2 separate regions of the Bombyx mori genome follow, and region 1 is linked to region 2. The links are chromatin contacts, called in public Hi-C maps. All regions are on one chromosome and are shown on one strand. The core of a region is the stretch at or near the end of the contact, and the rest is flanking DNA. Distances in the headings are between cores, read along the strand shown. Region 1 overlaps LOC101735945 (probable E3 ubiquitin-protein ligase HERC2). Region 2 overlaps LOC101735945 (probable E3 ubiquitin-protein ligase HERC2).

What was found. A called contact is a pair of places that touch in the nucleus more often than the background predicts.
Region 1: a Hi-C map of posterior silk gland shows a contact between it and region 2, with 1.6 times the contacts expected there. The contact joins two enhancer-like sites. A contact is called at or near these places in 3 of 7 Hi-C or Micro-C datasets (posterior silk gland and whole pupa).

Annotation. Positions count from the first base shown.
Region 1 is chr15:4,735,348-4,740,820 of ASM3026992v2, reverse strand. It overlaps LOC101735945 (probable E3 ubiquitin-protein ligase HERC2), which reads left to right. Exons shown (of 89, transcript XM_038015651.2): 21 at 344-486; 22 at 1,201-1,397; 23 at 3,751-3,967; 24 at 4,548-4,785. Among protein-coding and RNA genes, the nearest start is that of Mir3219, 3.1 kb to the left of the region's middle. Within about 2 kb of position 3,845, at least 3 of the 8 cell types and tissues checked have open chromatin away from gene starts, as enhancers often do.
Region 2 is chr15:4,684,204-4,689,552 of ASM3026992v2, reverse strand. It overlaps LOC101735945 (probable E3 ubiquitin-protein ligase HERC2), which reads left to right. Exons shown (of 89, transcript XM_038015651.2): 80 at 1-95; 81 at 495-617; 82 at 1,284-1,494; 83 at 2,167-2,361; 84 at 2,793-2,965; 85 at 3,104-3,234; 86 at 3,850-4,013; 87 at 4,575-4,729; 88 at 4,904-5,016. Among protein-coding and RNA genes, the nearest start is that of Dsclp, 25 kb to the right of the region's middle. Within about 2 kb of position 1,397, at least 3 of the 8 cell types and tissues checked have open chromatin away from gene starts, as enhancers often do.

The DNA of each region.
Region 1 (5,473 bases), core at 2,596-5,095, 49 kb before region 2:
TTATATCTCAAGGTGGGTGGTAGCATTTACCTTGTAGATGTATATAGACTCCAATAACCACTTAACACCACGTGGGCTGTGAGGTCCTCCAACTACCTAAGCAATAAATAATAATAAAAACATAATATTTGTAGTTAGTTTTTAACAAACAAAAAACAGGCTTAAATTTTAAACCGAACTAATGAAAACCTTTTTTACCCTGTACTGGTCAAGCTAATCAGGAATTGGAGAAAAGGTCGTTCAAAGATTACGTTACATAGATTATAGATAGATTATATTATAAACGAGCATACCAAGTTAATAAATACTTCTTAATATGATTTATTTAATTATCTTCCCATAGGTGAAACATTTGATACGAAATACAAGCTGTCAGACACAAACGTCCATAAACGCAATAATTAATGGTGATCCCAGCAAGGTGGATGAGCCCAAGGGCCAAGACGCCGTCAGCCCCAGCTGTGATCTACTCATACGATTTCAAAGGCAAGTTAAAAAGTGTTTTAAAATAAATGTTTTGGTCAATTTGTCCTAAATGATAACGTATAATGTTCGAATGAATCTTTACGAAATAAATTAAACTAAGTAAACAAAAGAGTACATACTGAAACTGGAAAAGTCTCTGGGCCACCAGTAATCCTTTAGTCCTAAAAAAATATATTCTCTATGAGTTGGGAAATTTCATACTCCTCCCTCTGCGCAATCTTCGTAAAAAGACAAAGTTTTTGCTTCGCGTATTAACATATAGATTTATGAATAGATAACGTCAATGCTCCTTCGGAGTTGTCCGATTGCGCTGAACTAATTTTAAGTGAAATAGATGATTTTTCTAATTGTCTCATAACCTACAGGAAAAATCTGTCGCGGATCATTTCCCAATTAAATATAAATTAATCTTAAGCTATCAATCAAATGTATTCGTAATCAAATCTTAGTTATATATATATTTTTTGTTGTTGTTGTTAATGCACTGTCGATTGCACCTATAATTGACATCTGCCATGAACTTTTGTCAATTGTTCAATGTTTTGTATCGATGATTACTTTGTTGGTACAACTTAATAAAGAAATAAACGTTTGCAATATTATTAAAATACCGATGAGCGTTTAACTGTTCAGATATTAGCAATCTACCGACGACGAATACAGACTTCTGATAGTATCAAGTTATAAAGAACACGTCCGTCTGTACACATGCAGGTTATTGTTCTGTGAGGCGATGTGGTGTCGCGGCGGCCGCAGCTCGCGCGGCGGAGTCCGCTCGCTCCTGAACCAATACACGGTTCTACTGTCCGAGCACGTACAGTCGACGCTGAGCTCGTTCTCGCGAGCCGTGCACGGCGCCGACAATACCCAGCTCGTGGCTCTGTGTGATCTGCTAGCTTCTGACATTGTCGGTGAGTTGTTAGTGTATGAGTAACAAAAACCATCTATTGTTATAGTGTATAAGTTGTCTTTTTATATTTCCGTTTACAAGAATAATAGTAGAAAAACTATTAAAATTTTTAATAGTTTACTATTAAACTTTACACTTTAAACTACTATTATAAAAACTATTAAAATTTTTAATACTGTATGAACTATTATATGTATTTATGTGTGTATGTATGTATTTGTGTATGTATGTATGTATATGTATATATGATTGTGTATATATGTGTGTATATTCTTTTTTTGTGTATTTATTTGTAACTTAATTTAAATTTCATTGCACCTACCACTATTTACTCTGCACTACCTTAGTTGACTGGTAGAGAAAGGCTTAGGTATTAAGTCCGCCAATGTAAATTTTATATGAAGTGTAATAAATAAAGTAACAGACTAATTATATCACAAAGCTCAAACTTTGTTTACTTATCATTTTCCTTCAGTTTTTCATAAATTACTAGTGTACGCTATTTAAACTGTTTTCTTTATTTACTTAATCATTTCATATTATACCAATTCACAGTACTGATTATTTATAGATTAAATTAAGGTTAAATTTGTACCTATAGAATCTAAATTAAGAAAATAAATCTCTTCATTACCCTAGAGGAATAACTAGTCAGGTCATAAGTATTGTCACATAGTAAAAACTTTTCTTTTAGAATGCTGGCCACAAAAACAGTTTCTTGAATTCGAATTTCGAATTGTTCATGAAAATAAAAATGTATACTTTTAAAATTTTACTCATTTTTAAATATGGAGTGGACGCTTAAAGAAGACCGTGTTGCAGTTATTGCGTTGCATCGTTGCGGTAACGCGCCAATTCAAATTTTTAACATACTGAAAAAATTTTATATAACCAAAAGATTCGTTTATCGTACCATCAAACGATACAATGAAGACACTAGGTCAAGAAGAGGTCGCCCTCGGTCTGTTAGGACTCCAGCAGTGATAAAAGCTGTGAAGGCGCGAATTCAAAGAAATCCCAAACGTAAGCAGAAACTGTTGGCCCTTCAGATGGGGTTAAGCAGAACCACGGTGAAAAGGGTGTTAAATGAAGACTTAGGGCTTCGGGCATATCGAAGAAAAACAGGACATCGTTTGAATGCTCGTCTAATGGACCTGAGACTGAAGAGATGCCGCGCTTTGTTGAAGCGGTACGCGGGAAAAAAATATCAGGAAATTCTTTTTTCGGATGAAAAATTTTTTACCGTAGAAGAGAGCTACAACAAACAAAATGATAAGGTGTACGCACACAGTAGTGAAGAAGCGAGCAACCGTATTCCGCGTGTCCAACGAGGTCATTTTCCATCCTCGCTCATGGTATGGTTGGGAGTTTCTTATTGGGGCTTAACAGAGGTGGTACATTTTTGTGAGAAAGGTGTAAAAACGAATGCAGTTGTGTATCAAAATACAGTCCTGACGAACCTTGTGGAACCTGTTTCTCATACCATGTTCAATAACAGGCACTGGGTATTCCAACAAGATTCGGCGCCAGCTCATAGAGCGAAGAGCACACAAGACTGGCTGGCGGCGCGTGAAATCGACTTCATCCGGCACGAAGACTGGCCCTCCTCCAGTCCAGATTTGAATCCGTTAGATTACAAGATATGGCAACACTTGGAGTAAAAGGCGTGCTCAAAGCCTCATCCCAATTTGGAGTCACTCAAGACATCCTTGATTAAGGCAGCCGCCGATATTGACATGGACCTCGTTCCTGCTGCGATAGACGACTGGTCGCGCAGATTGAAGGCCTGTATTCAAAATCACGGAGGTCATTTTGAATAAACTTTAGTGTCATAAGAATCTATGTTTTGTTAAGTTCATTTTGGTATATGAATGGTTACACAATGAATAAACTTGTTTCAATTATTTTACATTAAACATGTGACAGAATTTATGACCTGACTAGGTATATTGTATTCTACATCGTACCGATAGCCCGCCAATATCCTTTACAAACTCAGAAACAGACTAGAGATATGTCAATTTTTTTTTCTGGAGGGACAGTTGTAGGATCGTTATTGTAGGGGAATGATACCCCGCCCCGCTTAGCTGCTTACTATGCAGTTATAGTAATGAGCAGCATACGTTAGTCAGTCAGTGGTTAACGTGCAGCGATCCACCGCGGTCGCTGACGCGTGTAAAACATGCAATTATACTCAGTGTGTTATTGACCACTCTGATGAGGTTTCCGGAGGAGAGCGCACAGTAAACCCTCAACACTGACAAAACCTCACATTCTAAAGTGGGTGGCAGCACCTAACACTGGATATAGTTAGGATAGTAACAAAACAAGTTTTTAAACTAATCATGTTGCAGGTCGCGTTGTGACGGAGTTGAGCGCATGGATATGTGCTTGTTCGGCGCGGTCCGCACACGCGCTGTCCGACTGCGCGGGCTCGCTCGTGAGGATAGCGCGCGCGTGCGACGAGGCGGCCCGCGCGTTACCCTCGTCCGCGAAGCTAGACGCGGACCTGCTGGGCTGGCCCGGCCTCGTTTCGAAGAAACACCAGCTGAACAGTAGCGTTATACGCAAGTATGTGTTGTTCTCTTGCGTGTCTGTTTAAACTTTCACTGTCGTCTATTGGATGGTTCGAACTCTATGAATAGTTGTATTTTATAATTATAACACTAGTCATATTGTTACGCTAGTAAAAGTAACGCCATCTGTCATCAAATAGCAGAAACTAACATCAAAAGAACTAGCAAAGTCGAGAACGGTCGAGCTATTATCAAATAGCTAAAACACATCGAAACGTACTCGTACTAACGGTCATATTCTCGATAATTGTGGAGTTGTCGTGTCAACTATAAAAGCGTTGTAGAGATGACATTAAGGCAGTCCCCTTCTGACTGAGCCTTTGCTCGCCCATCTGCCCTGATGAAACTGGAGAGGCCTCCGGGTCACCAGTAATCCCTCAAACATAAAAAACAATGAAGGCAGCTAGTAATCGGCTTACTCGAAGCGAAACGGCAAAAAGAAGTGAATTGCGAATTGTAAAGTGTTCCTTAATTGTTCTAAGAGTTAAATGGACTTTAATTTGTACTTCGGTGAAAGTTTTATTTATCCCGAGCCCCAGCGCGTAACATTAATATCTCGTCTTGTTTACTTTCAGATGCGACTTACAGAATCATATAAAAGACGGCGGTTCGTGGATAATAGTGGCCGGTCACGTTTTCGACGTTGAGAATTTCGATTGCGAGAACGCGAGCACGGTGGAGTTGGTCCGCAAGTTGCGGGGCGGCGACGCGACCGCGGCCCTGAGCGTGGAGCCGCACGCCGCATTCCTAGCGCGGATCACTGAGAAGTGCGTCGGCCTCTATGCAGATCAGATTTATAGTCACAAATGTCATGTTAGTATTCATTATCTAATATTAGGTACCGTAGATTTGGGGGAATCGGTACCCGTTCCAAATCCAAAAAAAAATTTCAATGGTTTTTCTTAGTGTAATATTAATAAAATTGAGATTAAAATGCTTCCGGAGGCTTATTTTTTTTATATACGATGCGTTATTATACATAGTTCATTACAAAAACTGAAAAAACTAGCTTGACCCGATTCACCTTGTCTTTGAGGTGAATCAGGTTTCGTATGGGGACAATAGAGTTTTTCGATAGGGCTGGCACTATTTAGTTGTTAGAAAGGTACCTAACTTTAGGTAATTAACTTTTTAATATCTTTTACAAAACTTTGATGACTAAATTAAACTATTTAATATTCTTAAACACTAAATAAGTTTAACAAAGTTAAATCTAACAACTCAACAAAAGTATTGTGACATCTCAAATTTGTCTCTATTCTAATTTTAGTCTCTATTCCCCCAATCTACAGTATATCAAAAGGTAGTTTCTATTTGGAACATAGATTCGCTCGATTTAATTTAGAAATAAATATATCTCTCCGCGAATAGAAGCCTTCACAACGTGTCTGTAAAATGTTATGATGCTTGATTGATTAGTTAGTTATTTTTTTATTATTACATCTGAACTTAAATGCGAGCAAGTTGAAAGTATGTATTTTGCATTTGCATTTTTAGCTTT
Region 2 (5,349 bases), core at 148-2,647:
TAGAAGCGCCTCGGGCTCCCAGAGCCCCGCCCCCGCCGCCGCTCGAGTGTCACCTGCTCAGAGATCTATCGACGCAACTCATATGCAATCGACTGGTGAGCTCTCATGGCTTTTTTTTTTTTTTTTATTGCATTTGTAGGTAGACGAGCATACGGCCCACTTGATGGTAAGTGGTTACCGTCGCACACTACTCTTGTTTGTAGAATATAGAATCCTCAGATCAAAAAAAGGTTTTTAAATATAATTTAGTTTAACAAAAGTAGAGATAATTTGAAAACAAAAATAAATTTCGCTCGTAGTGCTATAATTCGATACGAAATAATCGAGTGTCTCGATAACGGTGATGATATGACAAATAATATAATGAACCAATTCAACAAACAGTATTGAAAGATTTTGACTTATTGTTTTGAACTTTTTAACGTTACCTTGATTTTGATCCTATAAATGTTTTTCTGAATTTGACGGTATATTAAAAATATCTTTACTTTCAGGTTTTATTGCATCAGTTTTCTGAGCTGATATGCCCGAACCTGTCGTTATTGATCTTGGAAGGACCTCTGGATGCTCTCAGGAATTTGCTGTTCCACAGCGTCAAAGAAGCTGCATTTAGAAAGGTTTATAAAGAAAATATGTATTTTAAACATTAGATTACAATACTATAATAGAGGATTTAATATTTTCAAATTTGAATGAAGTAGATAAACAGATGAGATAATGGTCAACCCGATATTAGCAGTTACCGAACCCTGTAGACGCCCCAGTTCCAGTATAAATGCTGCCGATAATTCGAGACGAACTTTTAATTTTTATGTAAATATGAAATGATATTTTGATTTTGAAAAAAGGCGACTTAGTTGACGTCGAAAGATATACGGGATGTAAGATATGCGTTTTGGAAGCTAAAACAGTATTAAACTACAAATCAATCAAAATGGAAGATCAGTTACTAAACCAAACACTATGTTCGATACTGAGAAACTTACCCGTCAGCTTAGTTTATAATGTTATCAATTTTTTTAATTTTTTTTTATTTCTTAGATGGGTGAACGAGCTCACAGCCCCCTGATTTAAGTGGTTACTGAAGCCCATAGACATCTACGACGCAAATGCACCACCCAACTTGAGATATAAGTTCTAAGGTCTCAAGTATAGTTACAACGGCTGCCCCACCCTTCAAACCGAAACGCATTACTGCTTCACGGCAGAAATAGGCAGGGTGGTGGTACCTACCCGTGCGGACTCAACAGGTCCTACCACCAGTAAAAAACCATGTGTTGCAGGCGATAATGGCTACAATGCTACGCGAGCGGCAGCACGGGCCCGTGGTGGAGCTGTCCCGCGTGGCGGCGCGGCGCTCCCGCAAGGGCGGCGCGGGGCTGGCGGGCGCGGCCGGCATGCGCTCCGTGTTCGGGCAGATGGTGGCGCGCCTGCCCACCTTCCCGCACGACGCGCTCACCCTCCCGCACCGCGTCTGGAAGGTCAAGTTTGTAGGTCAGTCTGCAAGCGTCACATAACAGTTAGTTATATAGATTACTTTTTTGTTACTCATAGACAGGGTTATTGTACCACATTGTTGGCACAACTCTACGTATTTCAGCTGCAGCGAAGCAGTGATGCATGCTCACTGAGTTTCTCGCCGGATCTTGTCATAAAAAACAATTTAACTGTTTTTAAATTTTTAAATAAACTACTACTAATAGAATAAGAACTGTCTGATGAACTCATCTTTGTTTAATACTTCACTATTAAATTTTATTGCCTTTTGTTTATTTTACTTTTACACTAAACACAATATTGCAAATTACCCGAGCACAACAATGGCGGAGAATTTTAGGTGCGTGAGAGCAGACGTAGATACTAACGCGCACTTATCAGTACCCAGGGAGGAAAAGTTAGACTTTCTTCCCTGTACAGCGGGAGGAAAACCGATCGGCGTCGGTAGGAGAAAAAAAAATAGTGATGCACTTAGGCTTAAAAAGTGGAACAGCCTTTTACAATAGAACTGAGACTTCGACCATATTTCTCAAGATGGTTGTTGACATTAAATCTAAGCTCCGATAACCGTTTAACTCCAAGAGGACCGTAAGCTCATGAAAACAAAAAAAAAACATTTTTGTTAAGTAGCCTTATTGTATGATCTTAATTTATCAACTATCATAACAGGGGAAAGTGTTGATGACTGTGGTGGAGGGTACAGCGAGAGCATTGCCGAGATGTGCGAAGAACTTCAGAACGGTTCGCTGCCGCTGTTAATGGCGACGCCGAATGGACGCGGAGACGCCGGCGCCTCCAGGGATGCCTTCTTACTGAACCCAACTGCCAATACGCCTCTTCACCTGCACTGCTTTAGGTTCCTGGGTAAATGTTAAAAACATAACTTTACTGTCTCACACTCTACCAACTATCAACATATTTTAGATCTTAAAATTATAAACTTAAGAGCTATATCTCCTTTCAAAATTACCATTTGATTATGTGACCTATAAAATTAATTATTCAACCAACAAGGCCGTAGTTTATTATTCACCTAGACGTCATTCGTAAAAATGTTAGGTTTTTAATTAATTTAAAGAAATTGTTAATCAGGGTTCCGTAGCATGCTCTCCTTAATCGATATGACTGCATCACTACTATTAGCATAGGAAACGGCTTAAATCAATTAGTTTTATTAATTTTGAATTTCTAATGAAACATTTTGAGCGTGCACTCAGATACAATCCTTATTCTCAGTCTCATATGCATTCTAATAGATAGATTCGTCATTTATTATTAACCAAAATTAAAACTAGGTCTTCTGATGGGCATCGCCATAAGAACTGGTTCGCCGTTGTCATTGTCTCTGGCGGAGGGCGTCTGGCGCCAGTTGGCAGGACAACCGCTGCGTCCACAAGATCTCGCCGAAGTCGACAAAGATTTCCTGCCAGCTCTACTGTGCATCCGAGATATGACTCCGCAAAATAAGGTACATTGTAATGAATGAATGAATGTTTGTGTTTTTTTTTTCTCGAAAGCTCGTGGACTTTTGAGCTCTATATATTTTAAAATAATTTTTATTTTTGAAATCCAAATATAAATAATTTAAAATATTATAAATACACAGGAGCTGCAGAACCTGGAGTTGCCGTTCTCGATACCATCGGCGGCTGGGCATGAAGTACCCCTGTCTACTCGACATAAGAGGGTCACCCCTGACAATAAAGAGGAATATGTGCAGTTAGCATTGCATTACAGGTAACGTACTTTGCTTCAATTAGTCTACACGTATGTTAAGATACGATTAGCTATGATTGTATTTTGGTAGTGAGTACTTGTTTCCGTATCAAATAAACTGAATCTGAAATTCTTTGCAATGTTTTTTTTTGTACAATGCATTGTAGCACAGCAGTAGAGTAGCTAATCGAGACAACGATCTTATCTACGTTAAGATTACAAATCTAACAAAAACATTCGTACACCCTGTATAAGAAAGACATCCAACGACAATTAAATGAAAAAATATTTATGATTAATATGAATGAATAATGAAGGAAAACGGGCACCGTCCTCGCCGAACTCTTCGCTTGCGACGAAAGGCTCGACGAGTAAATTAACCCATAGACACAGCCTACAGAGTTTCTCACCGGATCTTCTCAGTGGATCGCGTTTCCGATCCGGTGGTAGATTCTGCGAAGGACTGCTCTTGCTAGGGCCAGTGTTAGCAATATTCCCGGTTTAAGCACCGTGAGCTCACTTACTAGCTCGGTGAATCTAGAATAACCCCTCGAGGGTACTAAAATAGGTAGAAAAAAAAGAATTCTTAAATGTCCAATATTAAGATATTTATCGTAGCATGGTTCTCTTTATCAGGCTCCATGAATTCGACGAGCAAGTCCGTGCGGTCCGGGACGGCATGTCCCGCGTGATCCCGGCGCCGCTCGTCGCGCTCTTCAACGCGTCCGAACTCGAGACTCTGGTCTGCGGCTCGCCCGATATACCGGTCAACGCGTTACGCGCTTCCGCCACTTACAAAGGTAATTTGTCGAGCCATATCATGTGTGTACCTAGCTGATGAATTTTCTTGACTAATTATTTAAACCAGTGGTCCCCCGGTAGTCGAAATTCGACTATAATTAATTAAAATTATAAGTTTGTAGGTACACTATTATGATTCTATTGTCAAAAACTATTTATTATATTTCTATAATCATAGTTTTCGCCAAGACTACACTTTAGTTAGGCAAATATTAATAAAGACAAACAATATTTAATCTATTCTCAATTTGACCACAGACTTTGAAGCACATAATAATAATTAAAAACACATTTTGCATAATAATAATTAAAAAAACTATTGACATTCTGCACTACTTCTCTATATTCTCTGCAAGTGCACGTAATTTAATACTCCTTCGTCCGCGCAATTTTCGTAAAAAGGGGTACAAAGTTTTTGTTTTCACGTATTAATATAATATAGATTATAATAATAGATAGTATTTTCATGCTATAAAATATAAAAATTCTTATGTTTATGTTACTTTTCACTGTGCTGCACTATTTATACTTTATAAATAAAATAACTATTCATGACGCAGGTGTCGAACCAAATGCGCCCCTAGTTCAATGGTTTTGGGAAGTAATGGAAGAGCTGTCGGGAAGCGAGCGCGCTTTGTTCCTTCGATTCGTATGGGGCCGGACACGTTTGCCGAGAGCGCCGCAAGATCCAAGACAAAGGGATTTCGTCTTACAGGTTCAATTACTTGCATAGAGTACAACACATTTAAATTGCATAAATTAACAGTAAACTGTGCTTCACTGTAAGAGCTTTTTTTATTTGGATGAAATAAGCAGATAAATGAATCCATGATGGTTTCTCGAATTTGCTAAATTGTGTATTGTGGTAATATTCAATTTTTACTTTTAGGTACTCGATAAATACCAACCACCGGATCACTTTTTACCGGAGAGTTACACGTGTTTCTTTCTCCTCAAGATGCCAAGATATTCGTGTAAATCTGTTTTACGGGAAAAACTAAGGTGAGTGACTATACAATGCAGAATCTTTACATAAATTTTCTATTCCATTTCATTATTCAAATGCATACAGCGTAGATGCTCACTACCCATCAATCAGCGCCTACCAGCACGCAATTCTCACTTATATTGAACTAAAAGAATACCTGGCAAACTAAGTTCAAAAGATGGCCTAGGATATATTCTGGTCAAAACAATCAACTATTAAAAAATAAAATCAACGGCTTTTAGGGTTCTGCCATAATAATAGTGATAGTGTGAGGAAATAATAACAGCTTGTGAATGCTATAACTCTCTGGTTAATCGTCTTACTTTTTAAACTGAGTTAATCGGTTA